2 separate regions of the Sus scrofa genome follow, and region 2 is linked to region 1. Evidence: chromatin contacts called from public HiChIP or PLAC-seq data. All regions are on one chromosome and are shown on one strand. The core of a region is the stretch at or near the end of the contact, and the rest is flanking DNA. Distances in the headings are between cores, read along the strand shown.

Region 1 (3,071 bases), core at 203-2,702:
TCACCTCGAAGGACCTCAGCTATCACACCTCCAGTCTGGCAGTTGTACCCCAACTCCTCTTGTATAGCAGCACCTATCTTGGGGTCCCCAACCCCCAAGAGTACTTTCTTCTTTTTAGATGGCAGGTGAGTCTCCAGGAACAGGCGGAGATCCTCATGGACAACACCTCAGGGCAAAGAACAGAGCTCCCACTAACATGCTGAAGGACGCATAAAGGGATCCTATCCCCTCAACTGCCTATTGAGTGACACAGTGATCTTACAATGGTCTTGCAGAACATGCTAGGATGGTGTGCCAGGACCCCCGCTGCTCCAGGCTTTGCTCAGACACATGGAGACATCAATGATCATACTCAGGGGATTGACAGATTCAAGTCATCACTGCAAAGCCTGCATCAAACATGGGAGGACTCAGGCGAAATAACGTAAATGAGAAATATGGAGCACAATGTAAGCATTCAGAAACTGAACTGCCTTCTGAGACCAAACCTCCCTTGGTCAAAACTGCCCTTTCCAATTAAGCACCAGTCCCTCATCTCCACCAGATTTAAGAGTTTATCACCACAGTGCCACATGCGATAAAGCCTATGTCCTCGACTGCGCTAACCACCTTTTTTGGCTGTTCTGCTGTTGCACGGTGTGCTTTAAGAGGATAACGGTAGCAGAAACCATATCTCGGCTTCTCTCTCCCAAAATACTTAGTGGCCAACTCACCTTCAGACACAGCGTTGGCATTTTCCAAGGCAACCTGAGACGAGGAAAAGGGAGAAAAGGCCACGAGACGAACTATGTTGTGGAACTTGCCCAAGTTCAGCACGCACTCCTCCACCTGGGGGGAGAAAGCATGAATGGTTTCTTTCCCTCCCTCTTGCCTCTAGGGCGCAGTAAAGCAGCAGCTTTCAGACCCGAACGCACATTAAGGATCTAATAAACCGATCATGGGCCCTAAATGCCGATTCCACTTTATTGGTATGGGATGGAGTCCAGGAAGCTACTTTCAAATGTTTCTAACGCGATTCTAATCGTGAAAGCAAGTAAGGACCCCTGGTCTGGAGCTGTCTGGCCCAGAGCACCCTCCACAACTCGCGGCCGGCCACGTGGGAGCGCGCGGTGCATGCTGGGCCGCGCGCGGCCCAGGGGGATGCGGCGCAGCCGGCGAGCCCACTGCGTTCACCCACCTGCGGCAGCAGCAGGCTGATCTCTTCCACCTCCTTCAGCGCCAGCAGTGCGTAGCCGACCGCGTGCTCGAACAGCACGTGCAGCAGCACCTGGAAAGCAAGCCGGGACACAAGCTATCAGCACCAGCCCCGCGTTCACCCGGTTCTTCTTCCGAGGCAGGCGCCGACCCCGGTGCCGGCTCCGGCCCGAACCCAGCCCCAAACCACGGCCTCCGGCCTGCCCGCACGCCACAACCACTCCTCACCATGGCGCTCGCTCCTGGCCCAGCTCGCAATGCGGCGAGCGGGCTCTGGCGCGCGGAACCGGGCTCCGGAGGCCACGCCCCCGAGCCATCAGCCAATCAGAGGTCTGGGACGATACCATTGCAGGCCTCCAGAGGGGTCCAGCGGGATGGTATGGCCCGCAAAGCGGGGGCGGGGCTCGCGAGCGCGGGCGAGCCGGCTTTTTCCGGCCTCTGCTGCGGCGCGGTTGTCGGGCACGCGCGGGTCGCTCTAGGCCTTGCAGGCTACCAAACGGTTTGGAAAGACGCATTTCTGGCTAACTGTGCCATCCCGCATGTGTTCATCACAGAAGTTACCGGCAGCAGAGCTCGGCGGAATCCGGGCAGGAGGCCTTGTGCGGGCCGCGGCGACCCTTCCCAGCCGAAACTGTTGCGGAGCCCGCTCTCCATAGGGCTGGGAACTTAGGCACCGAGGCCTAGTCCCAAGACCCACACCCCCAGGACCCCTTTGTCCCCGTCCGCCGCTAGGCAACGACTCTCTCCGGAGCCTCGGGTCAGTGAGCTCTTCGCTCTTTACCGAGATGGAAGCGGGGCCTGGGGCGCGCTGGCCCGGACCCTGACTCAACGTGATTCTTCCTGGCTGGCTTCGTGCTTTTAAGTTATATTTTATTTATCTTTTAAAATGAGGGCGGCAGGCTATGAAGTAGGAAAGAAAGATGACCCTACCCCCTGCTCTTCCTAGTTCGGTTTCTCGCTCTCTGCTTCGGATGAACCCTACTCTTTTTGCGGGGCCACGTGTTGCTCGCCGTGGTGAACGACCCTAAATTCTTATTAAGACCCGGCCCCCAGTGAACTGCAGCTGCTTCCGTGTCCTTGGGGCACTAGGCAGACTCTTTTGAAATTACTTTTGCTTTAATAATTAATGTTAGAGTTATAAATCCGAAGCCTGGTTATTTCGAAATAGTATATATGCTGGTAAATTAAAAAAAAATCATTTTAAGGGGCTTTTTAAAAACAAATTCCCATAACTAGAGCGTATTTATAAATTTATTTTCTTAAGCAGTTCAGTTATTTGACAAAATCCAAGTACTGAGCTCATTCTTAAAACCTAAAATATTAAAATTTTACGTGTGGTTGGTAAGTCTTAAAATCTTATGGTCTCGATATATTGCTTACAAATATGCTTAAATCTTGTTACACGTATCTGCTTAAAGTTAGGAATCTGAAGCAGTTACGCAAGATCATGTTTTAAAGTGAAATTGCAAAATTAATGTATTATATCGGTATGGTAAGTTCTTTTAAGCGTTATAAATAGCAAATTAAATAGAAGTTTCTGAAGTGTGATGGAAAATATCAATGATATGACTGATTTACTTCGTTACTCCTATATTTAATCCTAAATATTTCTAGGATTACTGGTACTTATTTTCTAAAGTAGGGATTTCAAAGTTGGAATCTATTAAGAAATTGCAGAATTTAGACATTCTTAGCTTTTTTTTTTTTTTTTTTTTTGCCATTTCTTGGGCCGCTCCCACGGCATATGGAGGTTCCCAGGCTAGGGATTGAATCAGAGCTGCAGCCGCCGGCCTACACCAGAGCCACAGCAACGTGGGATCCGAGCCGCGTCTGCGACCTATACCACAGCCCACGGCAACCCCGGATCGTTAACCCAC
Region 2 (3,070 bases), core at 384-2,883, 110 kb after region 1:
CTAGCTGTAATGCTCGGATTGGGAGTGGCTGCAGGCGTGGGAACAGGAACGGCTGCCCTAATCACAGGACCGCAACAGCTGGAGAAAGAACTTAATAACCTACATCGAATTGTAACGGAAGATCTCCAAGCCCTAGAAAAATCTGTCAGTAACCTGAAGAAATCCCTAACCTCCTTATCTGAAGTGGTTCTACAGAACAGAAGGGGGTTAGATCTGTTATTTCTAAAAGAAGGAGGGTTATGTGTAGCCTTAAAAGAGAAATGCTGCTTTTATGTGGATCATTCAGGAGCTATCAGGGACTCCATGAACAAGCTCAGAGAAAGGTTAGAAAAACGTCACAAAGAAAAAGAGGCTGACCAAGGATGGTTTGAGAGATGGTTCAACAAGTCCCCATGGGTGACCACCCTGCTTTCTGCTCTAACAGGACCCCTAGTAATACTGCTCCTGTTGCTTACAGTTGGGCCTTGCTTAATTAATCGGTTTGTTGCCTTTGTTAGAGAACAAGTGAGTGCAGTTCGGATCATGGTACTTAGACAGCAGTACCAAGGCCTTCCAAGCTAAAGAGAAACTGACCTTTAGCCTTCCTAGTTCTAAGATTAGAACTATTAACAAGAGAAGAAGTGGGGAATGAAAGGATGAAAATGCAACCTGACTCTCCCAGAACCCAGGAAGTTAATAAGAAGCTCTAAATGCCCTCGAATTCCAGACCCTGTTCCCTATAGGTAAAAGATCATACTTTTTGCTGTTTTAGGGCTTGCTTTCTGCTCTGTACAAAACTTTGTGGAAGGGGAAAAACAGGCCCCTGAGTATGTGCCTCTATGCTTGAAACTTCTTGAAACTGCTCCTAACTGCTTGTTTGGCTTCTGTAAACCTGCTTGCATAAGATAAAAAGAGGAGAAGTCAATTGCCTAACGGACCCCAGTAAGATCGGGCGTGCCACAAAATGTTGAAAATCCTGATAAATATATCTTGGTGACAATATGTCTCCCCCACCCAGAGACAGGCACAAACATGTAACTCCAGAACAACTTAAAATTAATTGGTCCACAAAGCGCGGGCTCTCGAAGTTTTGAATTGACTGGTTTGCGATATTTTAAAAATGATTAGTTTGTAAAAGCGCGGGCTTTGTTGTAAACCCCATAAAAGCTGTCCCGACTCCACACTCGGGGCCGCAGTCCTCTACCCCTGCGTGGCGTACGACTGTGGGCCCCAGCGCGCTCGGAATAAAAATCCTCTTGCTGTTTGCATCAAGACCGCTTCTCGTGAATGATTTGGGGTGTCGCCTCTTCCGAGTCAGGACGAGAGGGATTTTAACTCGACTGGCCTTTCAAATACAGGAATGCGCGGGCAGCATGGCGCCAAAGATGGTGCTCGAGGAAGACGGTGTATATATTGCAGAGCCTAAGTCCAAGGAATTTAGCTTGGTCACGAGAGCTAAAAACCTGCCCAAAGCTGAAAAGCCTGCAATTTGAAGGCCTGACCCGCCGTATAAGCCAACCCCAGAAGCTTTCGCTGGGTAGAACCCCCAGGGCGCCGAGGGCGGGGCCGGAAGCCGTAGAGGAGGCTGCCGCAGAGGCTTCTGGGGAGTGTAGTCTTTCAGGCGAACAGGCAGAGGGAACTGAGATTTGACTCGGGAACCCCTGCCTGTTTATGCACCGGTATTTTATGAGTAGAGGCCGGGACGCTGTCACTACAGTAGCCACTGTCCTAGTAAATTAACCGCGCGGGTCAGAAGGGGCTCCAGGAAGGCTAGTGGGAAGGGAGTCCGTGAGGATTCTGGGAACTGCAGTCCTGGCATAGATGAGCTGCGGCGGCAGGATGGAGATGTCACTCTGGCCCAGGTGAGCGAGGCCTGCCCAGCAGTTGGCCCCTTGGTGTCTCTCCCATGCGGGAGGAGGGCCTAGGGTTGAGACCCGGGGAGAAGTGTGGCCGCTCCGGCCGGTGGGCTCCTGAGGTTCTGTACTTGAAGAGGGCGGGGCTCCAGGCGCGCCTTTCGGTTGGAAAATTTGGTTGAGACTCCTTTAGCCGGGAATTCCTGAATTGCCGTTCGCTTTGCAGACCTTCCTTCTGCTGGGGTGAGAGACCTGGAACTCAGTTTTCTTTTTTGAAAAGGGAGGTGGGTATAATCTGCGCCAAGCAATTTCAGATTAGGGGGCAGCTCCAGCGCACATCCCTGACGTTTATTTGGGCTATAGGGATGAGTTCAGCCAGGGCCGGATAGACATCCGTGGGGTGGAGAGTTGGGGCGGTTAGGGCCATAAATCTCTGGATGTTTTTTGGCTTGGGAGTGAGGCTGGAAAGACAGGCGCCCTGCCCGTCCCTCCCCCCAGCCTCCTGTGTATAGGCATTAGGCATATGAATTGGAGATTGCACTTGAATTTGCCTCTGTGTGGATTGAGTTCTGAACCACTGCAGCTGCTGACCCTTGACACCCCTGAAAGGAGCTCAGGGTGGAGATTAGGAGTGAGGCACTCTGCTCTCTGGGAAAACCTGGCAGAACAGGCTTTCAGATAGATGTTTTCAGGAGAAGATTTTATGAGCCCAATTCTTGTATCTCTTCAAATCTAGAAAAGCACTAAAATCCTTCATGGTAACACCCGCTCCTCGTGACTAGCAATAACCCCGAGACTAGTTCCAAAGTTTTGTAAAATGTGTGCTTGGTTGCATGACCTCCCCTCTTCACCAAAAGTCACATATACACCGACATTCCCCCCAGCCTCTTAGGAGTGGAATTTTGAAATGCTGCCTCCTGGGTTATAGTTCTCATCCCCCCCCACCCCCAAATAAAACAACTCTCAGCTTTTAGGTTGTGCATATTCTTTTGAGTCGACAGACAGGCAGAAGGCAAAGCCACCTCCTTGGTTTGCACTTAACGAGGCCGTGACGCATGGACAAATGACATCTAAAACAGAAACTTTTTGTAACGCCTGAGCAAGACACGCTGACCATGGAAGCTGTGCTTTGGGGTAGGAGCTAGGTTTGGGGTTAACCTGCTGCAGCCAGTTTCCTGCTGACCCTTTGAGATAAACTATCTGGTCAATGAGCCTTAATTGGCTGAAAGACGAGGCAG

The links. HiChIP or PLAC-seq counts read pairs in DNA pulled down with a chosen protein or histone mark.
Region 2: a contact with region 1 is called in an H3K27ac HiChIP or PLAC-seq map of alveolar macrophages. The contact joins the promoter of SNRPB here to the promoter of NOP56 in region 1. A contact is called at or near these places in 2 of 5 promoter capture datasets (fetal liver and liver), 2 of 47 Hi-C or Micro-C datasets (epiblast stem cells and heart right ventricle) and 2 of 2 datasets of contacts at active chromatin or transcription factors (alveolar macrophages and skeletal muscle).

What each region holds. Positions count from the first base shown.
Region 1 is chr17:32,963,879-32,966,949 of Sscrofa11.1, forward strand. NOP56 (NOP56 ribonucleoprotein) reads right to left here and starts at 1,453. Exons shown (of 12, transcript NM_001244305.1): 1 at 1,423-1,453; 2 at 1,178-1,267; 3 at 714-828; 4 at 5-166. The coding sequence starts at 1,425.
Region 2 is chr17:33,070,471-33,073,540 of Sscrofa11.1, forward strand. It overlaps SNRPB (a long non-coding RNA gene), which reads left to right and starts at 1,634. Exons shown (of 11, transcript XR_002339920.1): 1 at 1,634-1,841.